2 separate regions of the Mus musculus genome follow, and region 1 is linked to region 2. The links are chromatin contacts, called in public Hi-C maps. All regions are on one chromosome and are shown on one strand. Each heading gives the region's core, a stretch centred on a gene start, on an enhancer-like site or on the middle of the called end of the contact. The rest is flanking DNA. Distances are from core to core; before and after follow the strand shown.

Region 1 (5,419 bases), core at 2,875-5,374, 46 kb before region 2:
CTCCATTTAGTTTGATGATGGCTACTAGTTTGCTGTATATTGCTTTTTACTATGTTTAGGTATGGGCTTTGAATTCTTATTATTTCCAAGACTTTTAACATGAATGGGTGTTGGATTTTGTCAAATGCTTTTTCAGCATATAATGAGATGATCATGTGGATTTTTTTCTTTGAGTTTGTTTATTTAGTGGATTAAATTGATGGATTTCTGTATATTCAACCATCCCTGTATCCCTGGGATGAAGTCTACTTGATCATGGTAAGACTGTTTTGATGTATTCTTGGATTTGGTTTGTGAGAATTTTATTGAGTATTTTTGCATTAATATTCATAAAGGAAATTGGTCTGAAGTTCTCTTTCTTTGTTGGGTCTTTGTGGGGTTTGGTATCAGCATAACTGTGGCTTAATAGAATGAATTATGTAGTGCTTCTTCTGTTTCTATTTTGTGGAATAGTTTGAGCAGTATTGGTATTAGGTCTTCTTTGAAGGTCTGATAGAATTTTACACTATACCCATCTGGTTCTGGGCTTTTTTTTTTGGTTGGGAGATTTAATGACTGCTTTTATTTCTTTAGGGGCTACGGGACTGTTTAGATATTTTATTTTATCCTGATTTTACTTTGGTACCTGTTCTGTCTAGAAAATTTTCCATTTCATATAGATTTTCCAGTTTTGTTGAGTATAGCCTTTTGTAGTAGGATATGATTTTTTTTTAATTCCCTCAGTTTCTCTTGCTATGTCTCCCTTTTTGTTTCTGATTTTGTTCATTTGGATAATTTCTCTGTGCCCTCTGGTTAGTCTGGCTACTGGTTTATTTATCTCGTTGATTTTCTTAAAGAACCTGCTCCTGGTTTTGTTGATTCTTTGTATAGTTCTTTTTGTTTCTACTTGGTTGATTACAACCCTGAGTTTGATTATTTCCTGTCATTTACTCCTCTTGGGTGTATTTGTTTCTTTTTGTTCTAGAGCTTTCAGATGTGCTGTTAAGCTGCTGGGGTATGGTCTCTCCAGTTTCTTTCTGGAGGCACTGCTTTTCCTCATAGCACTGCTTTCATTGTGTTCCATAAATTTGGGTATGTTTTAATCTTAATTTTCATTAAATCTTTTTTATTAGATATTTTCTTCATTTATATTTCAAGTGCTACCCAGAAAGTTGCCTATACCTTCTCCCAGCCCTGCTCCCCAACTGACCCACTCCTACTTCCTAGCCCTGACATTCCCCTGTACTGGGGCATATAATATTCGCAAGACCAATGGCCTCTCCTCCCAATGATGGCCAACTAGGCCATCTTCTGCTACATATGCAGCTAGAGAAATGAACTCTTGGAGTACTGGTTAGTTCATATTTTTGTTCCTCCTATAAGGTTGCAGACCCTTTCAGTTCGTTGGGTACTTTCTCTAGCTCCTCCATTGAAAGCCTTGTGTCCCATCCAATAGATGACTGTGAGCATTCACTTCTGTATTTGCCAGGCACTGACATAGCCTCACACAAGAGACAGCTATATCAGGGTCCTGGCAGCAAAATCTTGCTGGCATAAGCAATAGACTCTGGGTTTGGTGGCTGTTTATGGGATGGATCCATGGGTGGGGCAGTCTCTGGATGAACCTTCCTTCTGTCTCAGCTCCAAACTTTTTCTGTAAATACCTCTATGGGTATTTTTCCCCCATTCTAAGAAGGAACAAACTATCCACACTTCGGTCTTCATTCTTCTTGAGTTTCGTGGCAAAGGAGCATCTCCCTTTCTCTCTCTCTCTCTCTCTCTCTCTCTCTCTCTCTCTCTCTCTCTCGTGTGTGTGTGTGTGTACATGGATATATCAGAGTACAACTTTATGCAGCCATTCATCTCCTTTTACTTTCATGGGAATTGAAATAAGAACATCAGGATTGTGCAGCAAGTATTTAACCTGTGCATCATCTCACTGGCCCTGTCATAGGATTCATGATGATTAGACTGACTGCTGTAGAAATTTCTTTACTAGTTCTTCCCAGAAAACTCCTGTTCACAAAAAAAATGTGTCCTGTGTTCACACAGATATGAATATGAAACAATGATTTCACCTGCAAGCAACTTACCATCAAACAGCTTTTTGTGTGTGGAAAACAGATCCCAGACCTTAAAGCCAACGCAAGACCCAGCAGGTTGACTCATGCTTCTCATTGCCTTCTGCTCAGAGACTTAACCACAGAATGCTCTTTTACAAAGGACTTTCATATGGCACTGTGTTTATTAGACATGTAAGACAAATGAACACAATTTATTTCCCTTATTAGGGAACTGAGATATCTAATAAACTAAAATACTTTTCCTCCTGAGTCTAAATATACCTATTAGAGTCCTTTGTTTCTTAACCAACATGTAGAGTTAGTCCCACATAGGAAAAAGACTTAAAAGGATGAATTTAGATCCAGGCTGTGATCTATGTGGTTGGTCTTAGGTGGTTTTCTGTTGCTGTAATGAAACAGTAACCTAAAAAGTTATCTACAGATAAACTTGAACTAAATGTCAATAACATTTGGTTGTCAAATACTCATGAACCTTTCTGCTGTTTTAATGCAGAGTGTGTGAAAGAAATAAAATCATCAATGTGGATATATGTACTGGTAGGAAATATTATACGTGGAATTGGTGAAACTCCCCTTTTGCCCTTGGGTGTTTCCTACATAGAAGACTTTGCCAAATCTGAAAACTCTCCTTTATACATTGGTAAGTTTCAAAATCAGGGTAGAAATCAATTATTGATTTGAATGCCTTATGGTTTCCAGAACAGTGAGCAGAGTGCTATGGCACAGTTGGTTATAAAATTGTTCAAACAATGGAAGCTTCATTTTCAATGTTTAAAGAAACCAATGTATGTTTGTATAACATACATAAGTATATGTATATCTACATGCTTCATAGATACCAAGGTTCATTTTTACATGTCGAATATATAAAAATATTTGAGGTAGGAGGGTATGTAGCTAAATGGTAGAGTACTGTCCTAGCCTCTTGGATTTGATACACAGCTCTGCAAGTGAAGGAAAAGTCATCTAAGACTTAAAACAGTTCAATGTCAAGGCCTGTGTGTGTGTGTGTGTGTGTGTGTGTGTGTGTGTGTGTGCAAACAACATTCTTTGTGTGATTATGTAATGTCCTGTCTTTGTTCACTTTCAGGGATTTTAGAAACAGGAAAGATGTTTGGCCCAGTAATTGGACTTTTGTTGGGATCCTTCTGTGCAAGCATTTATGTAGACACAGGGTCTGTGAATACAGGTAACACAGTGTGTTTTATTTATACAACCAGTCCTGGATATGGGAGAATGCTCAGGAATGTTTTAGCACTGCCTCCTTTGATCCTCAGTTAGGTAAATTATCACCACTTACAGATGGCAGACATAAGAGGAGGAGAGATAAGGGTGAATTGCCTCCTTCTGATTAGAGAGTTTCCATTATTTCATTATATTTCAGCCACATCTTTCATTTCAAAAGATTTACTCACATAAGTTTTACTCAATGAGGACTCACTGCTCATAACATAAGAGTCCTTTTAGCTATATGATGAACACCCAACTATAAAGGTTGCACATGACAGGCAGAAATAGAGATGTAGTGCTTTCAAATATGTCATCACACAGCATTATATAAAATTAGTATCTTCAAAAATAAATACACAAAATATATTTAAAAAGTGGATACCATGTATTTCATTTCATTATCTTTATTTATGTATATGTGTATGTGCGGATGTGACTGGGTGGTTCACTGTATGAGGGGGTGTTTGCTGAGGTCAGAAGAGGATCTCAGACCTACTAACATCAGAGTAATAGGCAGTGGTGAGTTTCCATGTGGGTTCTGAGAATAAAACTCATAATTTCTGCAAGAGCAACAATAACATTTAGCCACTGAACTGTCTCTGCAGTCCTTTCCTCACCTGCTCTGATGTTTTGAGACATGACTACATCAGAGTAAAGCTATTCCTTAAATAGGTCTCAAATAAATACTGTTTCTTTCTTTTGGAAATGTATGTTTCAATAATAGCCAATGTAGCACTTTCTTATTTAATTTTAACTTTACCCTATTGATCAACCTCAGACACTTTTTCTAAATGTCTGAATTAGCCAAGCAGGGTGGTTTCAAAATCAGGGTAGAAATCAATTATTGATTTGAATGCTTTATGGTTTCCAGAACAGTGAGCAGAGTGCACAAGTCCAAAAAAACAAATAAACAAAAAAAGGAACAAGAACAAATTGTGAATAGTTTATGAATGATTATGAATATCAATAATTTTCTACAGTTCACACAGGAAAGAATGATGTAAGCTAATGCGATATCTGTATTTCTTTACAGATGACCTGACCATAACTCCCACTGATACACGCTGGGTCGGTGCTTGGTGGATTGGCTTTTTGGTCTGTGCAGGAGTGAATGTCCTGACCAGCATCCCCTTTTTCTTCTTTCCAAAAACACTCCCAGAGGAAGGATTACAGGATAATGGGGATGGAACTGAAAATGACAAAGAGGAGAAGCACAGAGAAAAGGCCAAGGAGGAAAACCGAGGAATCACTAAAGGCAAACGTGGAAACTTTAAACTCTGCTTGGTTTAGATGGGTCTGTGGTCAGTGGGCACTTGACGCTTGTGCTGAAATAAGACAGCTTGTCAGTAATCATCAGTATTTAATTGTGTTAAATGTCTTCCACAGTCACCACTTGGAAATAACTGTCATATTAGGGAACCTGACTTGCCCTGGATTATTCTTTATGAAAATTTCAAGTCAGTCTGAACACCCACTAATCAAATATTTTTTCTTATCTGTTTTGACAATCCTATTTTACAGAAATTATTAGTCCATGTTAAGGAAAAAACATGAATAACCAGATATCTAAGCTATAGACAGTGGTAGAGGAGAATCTGTTTGATAAGGAAAATGTTAGTGTAGTTGTGAGCCTTGAAGTCAAGGCTTAAAGAGAAAACATGACCAGTGATGTAATCCTCTATATTTGAAGGTTTGTGATAGGTTACAGGAGAATTATTCCCTTAGAACAGACTGTTTTACATCAAGCAGGCATGTTATGGAATAATGATGTCGAGTAGAGATGCTTCTGTGAGAAACTAAGTTCGGACAGTGGAATGTTCAGCACTGCACATTCTTAAAACTTGACACTGCTTTCACATTTGTATGTGTTGAGAACTGTGTAGTGTTCTCAAAAGATCAGAGACAGAGAGACCGTAGGGTGTGTGGCTTGGGTTTTGGAACTCTGAAAGTATATATTAGGAAGATGTGAGGGTCCCATGCTTTACCTATCAAATGAGGGTAAGAACGTGCTATAATATTGGGTGCCTGTGATGTTCTGTTACAGAATATTGTGAGAGCATGTTACTGATACTGCTGTTTCCTCCATCACTCATATCCTCTAACACTAATGCACACTGAATAGTCAC
Region 2 (5,017 bases), core at 1,293-3,792:
TAAGTGGTACCTCCTCTGGGGACCGTGATGCTGTCCTCTGAGTTCAAAACCAGGGTAGACCAGAGCCGACCTGAAGGAACCAAGCAGCTGTTCAGGCGGGGCTCCTGTGTCCCTGAACGTGCTGGCCCCAGGCACTTCTAGTTGTGTTGGACCAGATTTTGTGTTCCACTCACTAGTGATCCTGGGATCCTGGGCATGCTAGGGTGCCTGAGGGGTAGAGAGTCTTCTGGGCACCATGGGACCGTCCACTGAGTTTGCGCCCAAGGTAGCCCAGAGCTGGTGCTGACCAGAAGGACTTGTGGCCACTTTTTAGAGGTTTTTATTTGTTTGTTTGTTTGGTTGGTTGGTTTTTGGTTTTCGTTTTTTTAGGTTTATTTTTGCTCATAACAAAAATAGGGAATTGCAGGGGACTTGGTTGACCTTTGACAGAGCCTGATATAGAGGAATTTTTAGAACTTATTATGACAGGTAGTTGGTGAGAGACAGAAATCTCTTGGATATTACACATCCATATGTAAGATCTACCCTATACAGGGGAAGAAACAGAATGGAGGAGAGAGCAAGTTTAGATATCAAATCAGCAACTTGAATCAGTTTGAAATGGTAAGATTGTGCACACGGCTGAAGGTGAGTATGGCATACACCCAGAAGAAGCTCCAACATGTAATAAAAACACATGTTCCTATATGTTCATAGCAGCCTTATTTATAATAGCCAGAAGCTAGAAAGAATCCAGATGTCTCTCAACAGAGGAATGGATACAGGAAATGTGATACATTTACACAATGGGGCACTACTCAGCCATTAAAAACAATGGCTTCATGAAATTCGCAGGCAAATGGATAGAACTTGAGAATATCATCCTGAATGAGGTGACTCAGTCACAAAGGAACAACAATATGAACCAGCCAGTATTCCCAGAGCTCCCAGGGACTAAACCACCAACCAAAAAGTACACATGGAGGGACCCATGGGATTTGGAACTCTGATAAATGTTTAAAATGTTCTATAAACTTAGAGCCATTCCAGGTCACTTGTTAAGTGGATGTGTTAGAGGATTTTCATAAATTAATGCTGTGGATCTACCTGAGATGTCATCCAGGTATGTTGAAATAAATCGTCTAGAGTAAATACGAATAAATCCTACTTTCAAGATGAAAAGTACAAAGTTTAGTGAGGTTGAATAGACCTTGCCCCCTTTCTCCATCGCATATAAATACTTATAATAACATATCACCTATACACAGAGAGACATGTTTATCCATACACAATATGGATGTCATAAATAACCATGTAGACCTCTCTATTTAGGTATCTGGTCATTTCCTAACTTCTACAGTTTCAAACCTGCAGTGCTAGATTCTTTCCCAGATCATAGACTTATTTATTGTTTTTACTTTGTTTTCATGTTTAAAATGATTCACTGTCTCCCCAGGTTTCTGTGAATCAACAGTGCCCCAGAAAGTGTTTCTCTTCTTGAGACTCCAGAGAAGTCTTGTAATGAAAAGAACCCACAAAGGAAGCTTTGGCTTCAGTGAGGCAGAGGTTCAGTATAATCATAACAAATACTGTCCCATTCGGAAAGGCAGGAGCCCTCAAGTAAATTCAAAGGGCATCACCTGGGTCTCATTTGCTTTGGCAAAAGAATTGAGAAGCTTGGTTTCAACCACGTTGTCATTAGCTTAAGGCCAGAGTTTAATAAATTCTAAGAATATCTTTAACATTGCCAAAGAATCAGCATAGATTTTTGTGTTTGCTTTTTCAATAGAAATCAAACAAATCCAATCTTACCTGATGCAGTTATTTATAAGGTTAGTCAGAGTAAATAAAAAACAAAAAGAAAAAAAAACAGAAAAAAAAACCTCAAAACAAAAACTGCCTAGATATTTTTATAACATTTCAGTAACTGGTTAAATTACTCCTATTTGTGTGTGTGTGTGTGTGTGTGTGTGTGTGTGTGTGTGTGTGTGTGTGTGTGTGTGTGTATGGATTTGTCTGTCCATAAGTATGTGTGCAGGTGTACATGTATACATGTGCATATTACAGAAGCCAGGAGTCAATGCTGAATGTCTTCCTGTAGGATGTTCTTTTTGATGTTCTATGATGGGGTCTCTTCATTCAGTTTCTTGGTGGTTAACGTGATTAGAATGCCAGATTGGCGCACTGCAGTGATCCTGTTCTTTGGGTCTTCCCAGTGATGGGCTTACAGGCATGTGAAGAGAAGCCTAGCTCTTTTACTTGCCTGGTAATAATTAAAAGTCAGGGCCTCAAGCTTAAAAAAAATCAAACACTTTACCACTGAACCACCACCTCCCTATCTGTGCTGGACAGTTTTATATGAATTTGACATTCACTAGAGTAATTTGGGAAGAGTGGCCTTCTGTTGAGAAAAATGTCCAAATGAGATTGACCTATGATCTAGCATGTAGTGCATTTTCTTTATTTATAATTGACATGTGAAGGTCTAGCACATGGTAGGTGGGTCTTGTTTGGTAGGTAGTCCTGGGTTGTATAAGAAGGTCAAGCAAGTCTTGAGGAGCAGAGCTGGAAGCAGCATTCCTCCTTGGTTTTTGCATTGACTCCAGCATCCAGGTTGCTGCTTTGGGCTCCTGTCCTGACTTTCCTCAGCAATGAAGTTAATAAACAACTGTGAGCTAAAATAAACCCTTTCCATTTCATTTCTCTTTGGTCCTGGTATTTTGTCACAACAATAGAAACTCTGACTAAGGCACTCTATCCTTAAGAGAGATTTTTTGGGGGGATGACTCGTTACAGTTCAGAAAATAATTTATTTAACAGCTTTCTCTGAGAAAGACAGCAGTAGGACTTTTAAAGCAAAGAAACTGGAAACATTTGAAGAACACCATGGAAGAAACAGAGAAAAAGGTTGCAACACAAGAAGGCAGATTCTTCTCCAAGATGAAGGTAAGGATTGTTTCTATGTGTGCATGCACATACTCATGAGAGTCTTCTCAAATAAGCATTGAAAGTGCTTGTAACATTGCTCAGCTCACACAAAAATTTCCAGCACAAATGCTTTTTTACCCAATGTGTTGTCAGTTATTTGCCTTAGAAACTGTTGGTTTTATAATGAGGGATGTCAGACCAGTATTATTCATTCAGGAAACAGAATAATTTAGGGCAGTGGTTCTCAACTGATGAGTTCTCAACATATGGGTCAGATGGCCCTTTCACAGGGGTCACATATCCATTATTCTGCATATCAGATATTTAAATTACAGTTCATAACAGTAGCAAAATGAAAGTTACAAAGTAGTAATGAAAATAAATTTATGGTTTGAGTCAATACAAGAGGAAGAACGATATTACATGGTCATGGCATCAGGAAAGCTGAGAAACACTACTCTAGAGTTTCTTACAGAAGAATGGGGTTTTGAATGTTTTAGGTATGTATTATGTTGTGATAGAATTTAGTCTGAAGTCAGGGGTTAATCCAGTGCTCAGCTTCAGAATCCTGACAGAAGGTGAAGGGTCATAGCTAGAAACCGGCTCCATAACATAAGCGCTTTGTTCATTAATATGTAAAGACGACTTCATGACCTGGCTAGAAAAATGTTTCCTTCAAGCTTTGGCAACATAATAATCATTGTTTGTAAGAAAATAGTCCATTCTGTTAGATGCTTTGGTGGGGTTTGATATTTTAGAAACAATTATTGTTCTCATAGTTCCAGAGGCATCTTTGCATCATAGAATGTGAGCATATATTAACCCATGAAATTTGAGCATTGGCTTAGTTTCTATAGAGTTCCACAAAATGTTCCTCTCTAAGATGTTGTCTCTTAAATCATCCTATTAAAAGTTAATTTTGTCTTTATTCACACATAGTTGAATCTGCATATTATTGTAAAAGAGGCATCAGACAGCCCCTGGAATGTGTTTTCACTTGCAAGAATGTATATCACTTATTGGAAGCCAACCACCCTTAAGTTCTTACAAGCTTCTGAGGAGCCCAGGTCTCTTGGCTCCTAATCCTTGCCAGATGTTTACTAGATGGGTCATTTTGGACAATTTATGCAACCTGTTTATACATCAGTGTTGTTCATTTGAAAAGGGGAGTGGTAGTCCTACATTTTAATATTTTTAAAGAATCTTTGTGTGTCCTTGCTATATATGTGTCTTTCTCTGTCACTGTATATGTGTGTGCTCATCTTTCAGGGTTAACCTACACTACTGATATGAAGGATTAAATGCAGGCACTCACACATACTAGGCAACTTCTCTTTTCCTGATCTGTACCTCCTTTAAGATGTCTAAAGTATCTTAGAAAGGTTTAAACCACCTTTAAGATGCGTTAATTTCTTTACATTTATCTTTTATTTTATGCATATGGATGCTTTGCTCTCATGTATATTGGTATACCATTTTCGTATCTTGTATCTTTGAAGGACAGAAGTTGCTGGATTACCTGAAACTAGAGTTGCAGGTGGTTTTGAATCACCATGTGGGTGCTCCAAACATAACTCAGTTTTCAACAAGAACAGCCAGTGCGTTAAACCACTGAGCCACATCTCTAGCTTCAAATCTTAAGATAATGATAAGTATTGTGATTAGTAGACTGTATTTGTAGATAGAAGTCATCAGGTATCATTATAAACAGTAATGATCAATGTTTATATTTGTTAACTGTTTTAGTTAAGGTTTCTATGGCTGTGAAGTGTCACAATGATAGCTGCAACTCTTATTAAAAAAATTTAATTGGGCCTTACAGGTTCCGTTTTAGTACATCATGGCCAGAATAATGGTGGCATGTAGGCAGATGTGGTGCTAGAAAATGAGCTAAGAATTCTACATCAAGATTGACAGGAGCTTCTGAAACCTCAAACTCCATCCCTACTGACACACTTTATCCAAAAGGCCACATCTACTCTAATAATGCCAGTTCCTGGTGGCCAAGCATTCAAATCTATGATCTTATGGGGTCCGATTCTATTCAAACCACCACAGTTACTTTAGAGTATAATAACTGTAGATATTTGTACAAATGTTATGGGAAAAT

What was found. A called contact is a pair of places that touch in the nucleus more often than the background predicts.
Region 1: a Hi-C map of liver shows a contact between it and region 2, with 2.3 times the contacts expected there. The contact joins the enhancer-like site here to the promoter of Slco1a1 in region 2. A contact is called at or near these places in 10 of 39 promoter capture datasets (the 3T3-L1 cell line, 3T3-L1-derived adipocytes, the HPC-7 cell line and 7 more), 3 of 484 Hi-C or Micro-C datasets (all in liver) and 4 of 9 other capture datasets (adipose tissue, embryonic stem cells, liver and 1 more).

What each region holds. Positions count from the first base shown.
Region 1 is chr6:141,991,471-141,996,889 of GRCm38.p6, reverse strand. Gm6614 (predicted gene 6614) reads left to right here. Exons shown (of 14, transcript NM_001081318.1): 3 at 2,032-2,138; 4 at 2,557-2,703; 5 at 3,154-3,252; 6 at 4,327-4,548. Among named protein-coding and RNA genes, the nearest start is that of Gm6614, 15 kb to the left of the region's middle. Within about 2 kb of position 4,124, at least 3 of the 459 cell types and tissues checked have an H3K27ac peak or open chromatin away from gene starts, as enhancers often do. A contact at or near this core is called in liver, where this site is marked.
Region 2 is chr6:141,944,487-141,949,503 of GRCm38.p6, reverse strand. It overlaps Slco1a1 (solute carrier organic anion transporter family, member 1a1), which reads left to right and starts at 2,542. Exons shown (of 14, transcript NM_013797.5): 1 at 2,542-2,925. The coding sequence starts at 2,866.